Regions from separate parts of the Mus musculus genome. Here regions 1 and 2 are each linked to region 3. The links are chromatin contacts, called in public HiChIP or PLAC-seq maps. All regions are on one chromosome and are shown on one strand. Each heading gives the region's core, a stretch centred on a gene start, on an enhancer-like site or on the middle of the called end of the contact. The rest is flanking DNA. Distances are from core to core; before and after follow the strand shown. Region 1 has its middle 17 kb from the start of Gm41463. Region 2 has its middle 7.5 kb from the start of Gm41463. Region 3 has its middle 26 kb from the start of Gm24039.

The links. HiChIP or PLAC-seq counts read pairs in DNA pulled down with a chosen protein or histone mark.
Region 1: an H3K27ac HiChIP or PLAC-seq map of the HPC-7 cell line shows a contact between it and region 3, with 6 times the contacts expected there. The contact joins two enhancer-like sites. A contact is called at or near these places in 1 of 115 datasets of contacts at active chromatin or transcription factors (the HPC-7 cell line) and 1 of 9 other capture datasets (embryonic stem cells).
Region 2: a contact with region 3 is called in an H3K27ac HiChIP or PLAC-seq map of the HPC-7 cell line, with 7 times the contacts expected there. The contact joins two enhancer-like sites. A contact is called at or near these places in 3 of 484 Hi-C or Micro-C datasets (adipose-derived mesenchymal stem cells, uterus and ventricular fibroblasts), 2 of 115 datasets of contacts at active chromatin or transcription factors (the HPC-7 cell line and embryonic stem cells) and 1 of 9 other capture datasets (embryonic stem cells).

Annotation. Positions count from the first base shown.
Region 1 is chr16:58,130,007-58,133,541 of GRCm38.p6, reverse strand. No RefSeq gene overlaps it. Among named protein-coding and RNA genes, the nearest start is that of Gm41463, 17 kb to the left of the region's middle. Within about 2 kb of position 1,706, at least 1 of the 459 cell types and tissues checked has an H3K27ac peak or open chromatin away from gene starts, as enhancers often do. A contact at or near this core is called in the HPC-7 cell line, where this site is marked.
Region 2 is chr16:58,154,389-58,158,031 of GRCm38.p6, reverse strand. No RefSeq gene overlaps it. Among named protein-coding and RNA genes, the nearest start is that of Gm41463, 7.5 kb to the right of the region's middle. Within about 2 kb of position 2,286, at least 2 of the 459 cell types and tissues checked have an H3K27ac peak or open chromatin away from gene starts, as enhancers often do. A contact at or near this core is called in the HPC-7 cell line, where this site is marked.
Region 3 is chr16:57,856,556-57,859,872 of GRCm38.p6, reverse strand. No RefSeq gene overlaps it. Among named protein-coding and RNA genes, the nearest start is that of Gm24039, 26 kb to the left of the region's middle. Within about 2 kb of position 1,807, at least 67 of the 459 cell types and tissues checked have an H3K27ac peak or open chromatin away from gene starts, as enhancers often do. A contact at or near this core is called in the HPC-7 cell line, where this site is marked.

The DNA.
Region 1 (3,535 bases), core at 457-2,956, 270 kb before region 3:
GGAGCCATGTGTAGTGACCCTTTCTCACCCAGAAAATGAAAGTCCTACTGTTTTGCTGGTGCCTGGATGCTCTGCTTCATGGAGAATAGCATCTCCCACACACCCAGCCACAGGACAGGCCTGAGGGTTTTTTTTTCTTCTGTTGTAGGGTCTCTATAGCTAAGCTTTTGTAAAGCTGACTTCTGGTCACCTGTAGGATTCACTGTCAATGCCTACAGCTCTCACCAATCATATGGCATGATGTATCTGCTCCTGCTCTGCCCACCTCTATTTCTTATCTAACTTTGTGTTTTTCACAGCAATAATCATTTTGCAATTTTTATTGTTCACATATTTCCCCCTTTTTAGCCTCAACTTCATTTAACTGTCAGTTCCACCAGGCTGTGGATCGGGTTGCTGCAAGACACATCGCACGTGTTCCACAGCACAGGTGGCCTGGGTGAGTCATGACCCCTTCTGTAGAATATTTACAGAAAATGCTTGTATGGCATTTGTGTTTAGATCTCTGAATGAAGTTTCTCAGAGGAATGTTTCTGTTTTGTCCATTTTGTGCTTTTAAAGTATCCAGAACGCTGTGAACACCTTCTGACTTCTTTGGTCTTACTTTTGATATTATATTCAAGTAGTGGTACTGTAAGAGAATCCAAAGTTGATCAATCAAATCCTAAATCTACACTCCCAAGTAGTCCATGGGCTTACTTTGCGGAGACATGATCAGGACTCACTTCAGTTTACCTCTGCATATACTGAATGTGGCTCATTACTTTGAAGTCTGATATAGCTTTAACCTTATGGTTGATCACTTATGGGGGCTGAAGAGAATAAAAGTTTAACTTGTCTCCCACTTTCAGAACTATAGTAAGTAGCAGAGTTGTCTCATAGTTTTCGTAGATTAGGTCTAGGAATCTGTCAAATCCTGCAGCTGCTCAGTCTCTCATATAAAATATATAATATTTGCATGTAACCTGTATACATTCTCCTGTGTACTTTAAATCATCTCAGTAGATTACTTATCATATCTAACATTGCAAATGCTATATAAATAGCTGTTTTTTTCAACATGTGTCTCGAAATTTTCACCCAGAATTGCTCCTATCTAAAGGAAATACAGGGACAAAGAGTGGAGCTGAGGCTGAAGGAAAGACCATCTAGAGACTGCCTCACCTAGGGATCCATCCCATATGCAGACACCAAACCCTGACACTATTGCTGATGCCAAGAAGTGCTTGCTGACAGGAACCTGATACGGATGTCTCCTAAGAGGCTCTGCCAGAGCCTTACCAATATAGATGCAGATGCTTGCAGCCAACCATAAGCACAGGGACACCAATGGAGGAGTTAGGGGGGAGGACTGAAGGAACTGAAGGGGTTTGCAACCCCATAGAAAGAACAACAATATTAACCAAACAGACTCCCTCTCCCGGTAGCCTGCCCAGAGCTCCCAGGGACTAAACCAACCAAAGAATACACATGGAGAGACCCATGGCTTCAGCTGCATAATAGCAGAGAATGGCCTTGTTGGGCATCAATGGGAGGGGAGGCCCTTGGTCCTGAGAAGGCTCAATGCCCCAATGTAGGAGAATGCCAGGGAGGGGAGGTGGGAATGGATGGGTGGTTTGGGGAGCACCCTCTTAGAAGCAAGGGAGAGGGGAAGTGGAATGGGGGTTTTTGGAGAGGAAGCCACTACTGCCACCTCCTTAGTGGAGATAAAGTTGTTTTTCTTAGTGTAGTTCTGGTTTGCATTTCCCCAGTGACTGATGCTGATAAGACTCTTTCTCTGTGCTTATTAGCCACTTGAATATCTCTTTGGAAAAATATCATTTAAATCCTCAGTTCAATTTTAATTGGGTTAGTGTTCTTTTCACTGTGGAGTGATAAGAATTATATCTTATTCAGGATAATAGCCCTTAATAGATAAGTGACTTAAAATATTTATTTAATCATGTGGCTTGTCTTTACACTCTATTGACAGCATATTTCAATCTATAAGATTCTATTTATAAGCAAGTCCAATTTGTCTACGTTTTGGTCATTGACGTTTAAGAGAAAAAAACTGTGCATAGTTAGATCCAATGTCTTGAAGACTTACTCCAATATATTCTTCTGAAAATCAAATATTTTGTCTCTTGTGCCTTTAAGTCTTTGACTCATTTTGAGTTAATTTTAGTAAGTCATGTGAGCTAAGAACATAAGATCATTCTTTGAAAGTGGTTACTCCATTCATTACAGTCATCCAATGACACCACTATTTCCCTTGTTGAATGGCCTTGGCCAAAAGTTAGTTGACTAGAAGTGTATAACATTACTTCTGGCCTCTTGGATTTTTTTCATTGCTTTATGCACCTATGCCAATTCCAGGAAGTCACTCTTTTCACTACTATGTCACAATAGTAAGTCTTAACATTAGGAAGTAATTCCTCCACGTTTTGTTCTCTTTAAAAAAATTTTTTTTTTTTTTTGCTATTTGAGATTTATTCTGATCCAGTACAGATTTTACAATCTACTCTCCATCTCAGCAAAATATGAACTGGACTTTTGATAGAAATTGCTTGAGGTCTATAGATCAGTTTGAAAGCTATTGGCCCTTTAGTAATATTGGGTCTTTTGATGAACATATATGCCTTTCCATTTATTTAGGGTTTCTTTATTTTTTCTTCCATGAATTACCTCATTGCTTAGCCTTTTCTGCCAAGTTTTTTGGTTTGTTTATTATTTTCTCTGTCATCCTTCTTCCCGGGTGGTGGCTACAAATAGATTTGTCTTAAAATGGTTTTGACAAATGCCTACTGCAGAGCATTCTCAGCCCTGTGTTCTTCTTAATTAGGCAAGAAAGAAACAAATCCTTTGGGTTGGTCCATCACTCAACCAGCAGGCAAGCAACACAATGAACTACAAGTCTATGAGAATCAATTCTGTTCTGTGGTCACTGGTACTAGGAACCGTAGCAAGAAATGCTGCCTATTGGCTCTAAGGCTAACTCTGATCTAGGGAGGAGGAGATAGACACAACTAAGGTAAAAAGCCACCCAAACCTTGTACTGAAACCTGAATATTTTCATTGATTAAGCACTTGCTTTATACCCTTGGATGCTTTCTAAGATTGTGATGGTTGACCATGACGAGTCTTATCAGTTTCTTTACTGTGTCGACTCACCCTACTCTATTACTTTTCTTTGATCCCACTCCAAGCTTAGGTCCTTAGTGCTAAGGAAGTACCCCACCACCACACTTTAATAAGCCAGCACATAAAGCTGTACTTCTTGCTCTAGACCATGAGTATTATGGGTAGTGTGGAGGCTCTGCTGTATTTCTGCTTCTGCTTCAAGATTCAGCTCAAAAGAATAGCTGCAGGTTTGAGCAGTGCCCCGCGTCGAAGTTGATGGAAATGGTAAATTATCCACTAACTCTTTAATGTTCTTTCTGGAAGTGAGTGTTCCAACCAGGTGAGCAGACAGAGAAGTGAGCATTTGAGGATACAAATATCTAGTAAAGAAAGCTTGAGTATTTTCCTGTTAAGGTTATAGTTAAGAGTATAT
Region 2 (3,643 bases), core at 1,037-3,536, 300 kb before region 3:
CTTAGCAGAAGAATGCCCCAAAGTATATCTATTATCTTTGCATGGGGTGTCCTATGAATTGAAGGCTGTGAATCATTAGCTTGAGACTTAGGAAATCTAGATCACAGTCAAGACAAAGAGATGATGGTTTGGGAAAATCATCTAAACCCTTTCAACCTTGGTTTCCTTCTTTGAGGGGCTCAGGTGGCCTGTGTTCGAGGAGACTGTGTAACACCACAGACTCAGTTATTACGTGGGTTTATTTGTTGGTATAGCAATATCCAACTATACCTGGTTGTTGTTACAGTCATCAAGGAGGGATTTAATGACATCCAACCAAAGGGGTTATGTGGCACTTCAGAATGACTTCCAGTGCTTTTAGTCCTGTGTAACTTTTGTTTGCCATTTCCATTCATGCTTGATTTAAATTTGAACCTGATGGCAGGTTCATGTATCTTACTCAACTAAAGGTCTCCATATTCCTAAAACAACAATTAACAAAGCCTAGTTTTAATTTATTGTCTCAAGTTCACTATTAAGTACAAAGAATGAGCAAAATATTTTATTCTCAAGCTTGGATAATACAAAGTTGTTCTCAGCCTTAAAAACTAAAAAGAGATAAGTTGAGGCACTTTGTATAAAATTGCACTTGGACTGGGTGAAGGCATGAGCTGGGCCAGTCCAGCCACATTCCTCTGTCTCTCCTGACTGAGCTCCTAGGTTGTCCTCTAGGCAGCAACAAACCTATGTGTGCTCTTTCCTCCCATCCTTGTACTCTCGAAGTCTTTTCCCTGGGCTCTACCCAAACAATCAGAGTTAACAAAGAAGAAAACATCTGCTAAGGTCAGGATCTATTGTACACTTAGACCTGGTTTCAGTAATAGTGAATACCTGGAATCGTGGAGTTTTTCCATTGGCTTTATAATCTTTTTTTTTTAAAATAAATTATTCTATTGTTTCTTTGATATTTCAATTAATAAATTTTGATGATATTAATTCTCCTCTCTGAAACTCTCTCCTTATCCAATCTCCCATTCCTTTTTTTTTTCCTTTTTTAACTTTTTTTTTTTTTTTTCGAGACAGGGTTTCTCTGTGTAGCCCTGGCTGTCCTGGAACTCACTCTGTAGACCAGGCTGGCCTTGAACTCAGAAATCTGCCTGCCTTTGCCTTCCAAGTGCTAGGATTAAAGGTATGTGCCACCACTGCCCAGCAACTTTTTTTTTAAAAAGACTTATTTATTATTATATGTAAGTACATTATAGCTGTTTTCAGACACACTAGAAGAGAGTGGCAGATCTCATTACGGATGACTGTGAGCCATCATGTGGTTGCTAGAATTTGAACTCAGGACCTTCAGAAGAGCAGTCAGTGCTCTTAACTGCTGAGCCATTTCACCAGCTCTTCCTTTTTAACTTTCAAGTCCAATTAGTACTGCCTATCTACGCTTGGGTAAGTCGCTATCTACTAGAGTGTGGTCCACATACCAGGGGTCACACCCCTATCAAAAACTGACTCTCCTGCTCTGAGTAGCCATTAATTGTCAATAGCTCCTAAGATAGGGGTGGGATTTCACATCCCCTTCCTCTCTTCATGTTCTTGTTTTATCAGACTTGAGCATGTGGAAGTCATGTGTAAATGTTTTACCTCTGTGAATTCATATGTGGAACTGTCTTGTGTCTGGAAAATACAATTATAGTCACCCACCACCTCTGACTCGTACAGTCTTTCTGTATCCTCTTTCACAGTTAGCCTGAGTCTCAGGAGGATGGAGTATGATTCAGATGTCTCATTTAGGGCTGAGCAGCAGTATCCTACTATATATGAGTGAAGCACAAGAAGCAGGCTAATTCTCTATGCAAAACACACACACACACACACACACACACACACACACACACACACATTCTCTCTCTTTCCTTCCCTCAATTCCTCCTTCCTTCTCCCTTCTCCCTCTCTATATGTTCCTTCCCAGGCTCTCTGTGTATGTGTGTGTGTGTGTGTGTGTGTGTGTGTGTGTGTGTGTGTGTGTGTATGTGTGTGTATGTGTGTGTATGTGTCTGTGTGTGTGTGTGTGTGTGTGTGTGTGTGTGTGTGTGTGTATGCACGTGTGCGCTTGCGCATGTGAGCATGTGTGTGCATTGCATTGCTTTGGAAGAGAAATTCCAGCTACAAATTGTGTTTTTCTTCTAGCTCATCTGTAAGATAACCCATGAATGTAACTGTTCTCTAAAGTGGTTTCATCTGCCCTATTTGGGGGACACTGCTGGCCAGTAGGTGTCAGGGATGATTTTCCTTATTGCTGACAGCTCTTTATTGACTCAGCCAGCAATAGCTAGGTTGAAAAACATTGTTTATGCAAGGTCCACATGTGTGCTGCTATCTCATTAGGCGCAGATGTCTGTATTCTAGATACAATCTTTACACCAGCGCCCAAACCAACATTATGTTAAGGGACTGAATTCCACAAAATCCAGTCCTCATTATCTGAACTCGTTTGGGGGAGCAATGCCTCTTGTTCCTCTCCCAGCCTCTAGCCCTTTAAGTCACTAAGGGAGCAGTTTAAAAACAGTGAAATACACAGCAGGAAGGTATTTGCAACTGTAAGACTCTGGCCTTTACCAAGACTCAGGAGGTTGATCAGAATTCTGTCATGAGAATCTGTGCCTGTAGCCGAGTCAAAACAAAATATTTCTGATGATTTTGCCGGGGGAAAAATACAGAGAATTAACAGTGAGAATGATTAGTGGGGTGAGGACTAGGTTAGCTAAGTAAAGGTCACCAGATGGATTGCTGTTGTTTTATTGTTGTTGTTGTTGTTATAATAATAATAATTATTAAAATGACTCCTAGAGAAAATGTGAGCTAATTCCCTAACTGATTGTTAATTACCAGCAGAATTTGATTTAGAGTGACCAGGCAGAGGTTCTGTTGACCTCAAACCTGTTCTGCCTCAAGCAGAAAAACTAATTTAAATGAGGTTAGCAAGTAAGCTGGTACTAAGGATAGCAGGTTTAGTTAGATTTCAGGAAGACATGCTTGACTCTAGAGATGACTGGTGCTAATTCAGGGCAGCAAAGAAGGGATGGTAGGAAACCCAGCCCTGAAGTACATTCACCTAGCACTGCATTGGGTTTATAAGTCAATACGTGCTGATGGCAGAGTCAGGACAGAAATCATTTTTGTGCTGCTCTAGCTTACTATACACTTTTATTTATGAATTCCTGGTGAAATAATTTTGCCTCAATGATTTAAATAGAAAATGAAATGGTGAACGATTGCAATATTCTGTGTAAAATAAAGCTTTTAATATAATAGGAATCACTATAATATTTTGAAAAGGAAATATGTATAATTGGACCTGGGAGATGGCTCAGCAGGTAAAGGGACTTGTTTCCAAGCCTTGTAAAACTGAGTTCAATCCTTGTGGATAGACACAACAGAAGGAGAGAATAGATTCCTATAAGATGCCATCTGGTCTTCACATGTGGGCCCTGGCACAGGTACCCCAAAATGAATGAATAAATGAATGAATGAATGACATAATAAAATTGTACATTTCCTACTGGACTGCTTTTATGTTGGTATATTAAAATTTTTTAAAATCCCTGTTCTTTATAGATGGCAGTTTTACTAGCCTGGCAGGAGAGCAGGCATTTTAAAGAAA
Region 3 (3,317 bases), core at 558-3,057:
AAATATTGAATCTCCACTAAGAAGAAAAACACCAAGAGAAACAGCAATAAATCATATTAAGGTACTCACTATCATTTTTTCAAAGAAATTGTAAAATTTCAAATATACTCATTAAGCATTTTTTTAGTTAAGCATGGATATTAAAATGCCACATTTATTTAATGTTTCACATTAAATTAAATTCCTTTTATCATTCACTTTAATCACCAGACAAACTTTTTTTTTAGGAGTCAAGAGGTTAAGTGGTAACTTTCATTTTTTTACTAGATGTCTAGATTTCAAGGTTTAACTACTTCTGACCTAGATATGTTAGCAGTAGTAGTACCTTCACCTTCTATTTCAGAGCACCTTACCCATAGTTCCTAACAGGAAGCAGTGAAAGGGAAGGGAAGGAATGATTCTTGACACACAGCCAAAGTGATCAGCGTTATAGGTTATAGAAGGGAATTGGTCAATTTGGTTCACAAAAGGTTGTCTAGGAAGTGTGGACTTCCCTCGTGTACTAAGGAAATACTAATAGCTCATTTTTCACAGTGGTATGATTTATTTGCTCCACTTACATTTGGTAGCATTGTCTTGCCCCAGGCTTATTGCTAAATAATACAGAAGCTAGAAGGAAATAGAATAAGCCAGTTGAGAATGTGAACCATGTGGGGAGGTCAAGACACACTCCCACATGCCCACACAACACATGACTTTGTGGTTTCTTCTATCGCTGTGAACGAGACTGCCACTTCTATCACCATCATTAATTAAAACGAACATTCTTAAAGCTTGTACACCATCCATTCATTGTAGGGCTAAGCAGGATTATTCCAGGCTTCAGCCCAAGTTCTCGAAAAGCCTAGCTGATTAAAAGGCATTAACATCTGTGTTTTGCCAGCACTGATTATACTGATTGCTGGCAAGTGTTTTCTGCTCAGACCCAACAAGGGAGCTACAGAAAATCTCAGTGAGCAGGACGCTTACTCAGACCGAACACCACTGACTGAATTATCTGCTCCCTCCTTGGCAAGGGACTAAGACTAACTTAGTGTCTTCCAGGCACTTTGCAGAGCGGGTACCTTGTGGCTGATCAGCTGACAAGCATTTAGATGGCATCTAAGATTGAACAGTGGAGGCTGCAAAGCCTTAGGAGACTGGTGATCAATCCTAAGTAATCCAAAGACTTAAAACATGCAGCTCTTACCTTTTACCCCCTGACTTTTTCCATGGACTCATTTTGTGTAAGTGCTGCTAATGAAAAGGGAAAGAAAGAGGAATTCAATTAAGTCAAATCTGGCGTGACAGAAGAGAGAGGCTCTGGGATCATCCACAGAAATTCATTGCCTATCAACATTTCTGCATCTTTCTTCAGTGGAATTAATCAGGAAAGGTTAGCTGAGGTTTGAATCCTTCTAAGCCTGAAGATCCCTTGCAAAACAGCACCTCTGAACAGAGGGCTAGCAGAATGGAATGCATTTGTTAGGGATCCAACACAGCAGCCTGGAAGCCCCCTGTTGCCTGTGATAAGAATAAATCAGCTGAGAGTCCTTTGTGTTTTTAAAACAAAGCAAACCCAGAAGCAGTGACTTGCAAGTTTGCAGCAGGCTTATCTAGCTCACTTCAGGAGTGCTTGCTTGTGCCCACTCTGGATGTTTTCTTTTCACAAACAGAAAGTTGAATCAACAACTTTCTTGGCACTCTGGTCTCGGTAGGTAAAAGGGTCTGTGAAATGTGGAATGAAATTCTCAGGTTTTGAAAGTGATACTGCAAGGTTAGGAAAATAAACGACTTGATGATTGTTTTGCTAGCTAACTTAAACTCTGTTCTGCGTCACAACACCGGACTTCATTGCAAGAAAACAGACAGCAAAGGGGAGCAGGGTATACTCAGACCTGAGTGCTGCTTTGGGGGGATAAAATTGACCTACACCTGTGTTTACCCCTACTGGGCACTACTATCATTAATATCACAAATTAGGTAGTTTGCTAATTCTTTTGCATATTTTTTCTCCTGTCTTCATGAGATTTCCAGTAATCCTTCAATGTAGATGGAACAGAAACTAAGACATGCTAAGTATCACAGTATTTTTTAAGACCACTACCCTCCCCATCATCCTCTCCACGAGTGGTCACTTAGCATTTGAAAAATCCCTGTCTCTGCTCAAGGTCTAATGTGGATCATCTCTTTTAATCCTCACTACCACCCTATGCAACTGATCTTGTTTCTGTTTTACAAATGAGAGAACATGGTTGATTGGAGACTAGAATCACACAGTTGTGAGTCCAAGTCTAGAGTTCTTTCCATATTGTTTTAATAATAGAGTTAACAAAGAACAAAGGGAGTGCTAAAGTTTCCAATTCATTTCATATCAGCTTCCTCTAGACCAAAATAAGGCTAGACAGAGACCATGAAAAGAAAGCTCCATTTGCAGCCCCTTCCTAGAATAAAGCAAACATGCAATAGGCTAAAATATTTGCAAATCTTTTGGCACTTTGCAAACTGCACTGGGGCTGTCGTCTCTCTAGGCTTGAAGCTTAATGTAAACATCTTCCAAACCTGCTACTGATCAGAAAATGTCATTTTCTAAAATGCTTTGTCATAAAGTCTGCCAATGTCAGATAGACTTCCATGCCAGATAAGACTCTTGGTTTCCAAACTACCCTGGTTATAACCCAGTAGGTCTTTGTCTATGGCAAGTCTTTAATGAGTGCTTACTGAAAGAATACAGTAAAGGAAAATGGAGATGGCAAAGGCACTGTTTTTTTCCTGCCATTTTGAAATATGTCATGCTCTAAATGCCAAGACAGACACAAAGGATCACATGTTTAATAACTGTTACAATAGACATTCTTTTCTTAGGTCTTGAAGATGAAAATTCCCTGGGAAGAAAATGGCATGTAGGAAGCCCATAGGAACATCACTAATCTGATAAAAAAGGTGTTATAAGAAGTCATGGACATTCAGCTTGGGAGAAATCCATGCCCTCCCTGAGATGACTAAGATTTGTATCATCAGTTCACAGAGCGGAGGTTTTAGAGGAAGCAGGCAGTTGCACAGGAAGTTCATCATTAAAACTATCCCCTCACGAGGCTGAAAGTCTCTACACTTACAGGAAACTAGCTGTTATTCTAGGAGAAGCATAAAACAAAACCCACCAGGGGTATCTCAGCCAATTGTGGCCCTGGTTTCCTCTGTATCAGGGGAGTTCAAAAGCACATGAAAGAAAAAAAGAAGACAGTGATGGTTGGGTGCAGAATATAGGGAAGACACTCTAAGTAAAATGTAACCACAGCATCCTAGTTATTTCTTTAAAAAATTTATTTATAATTATA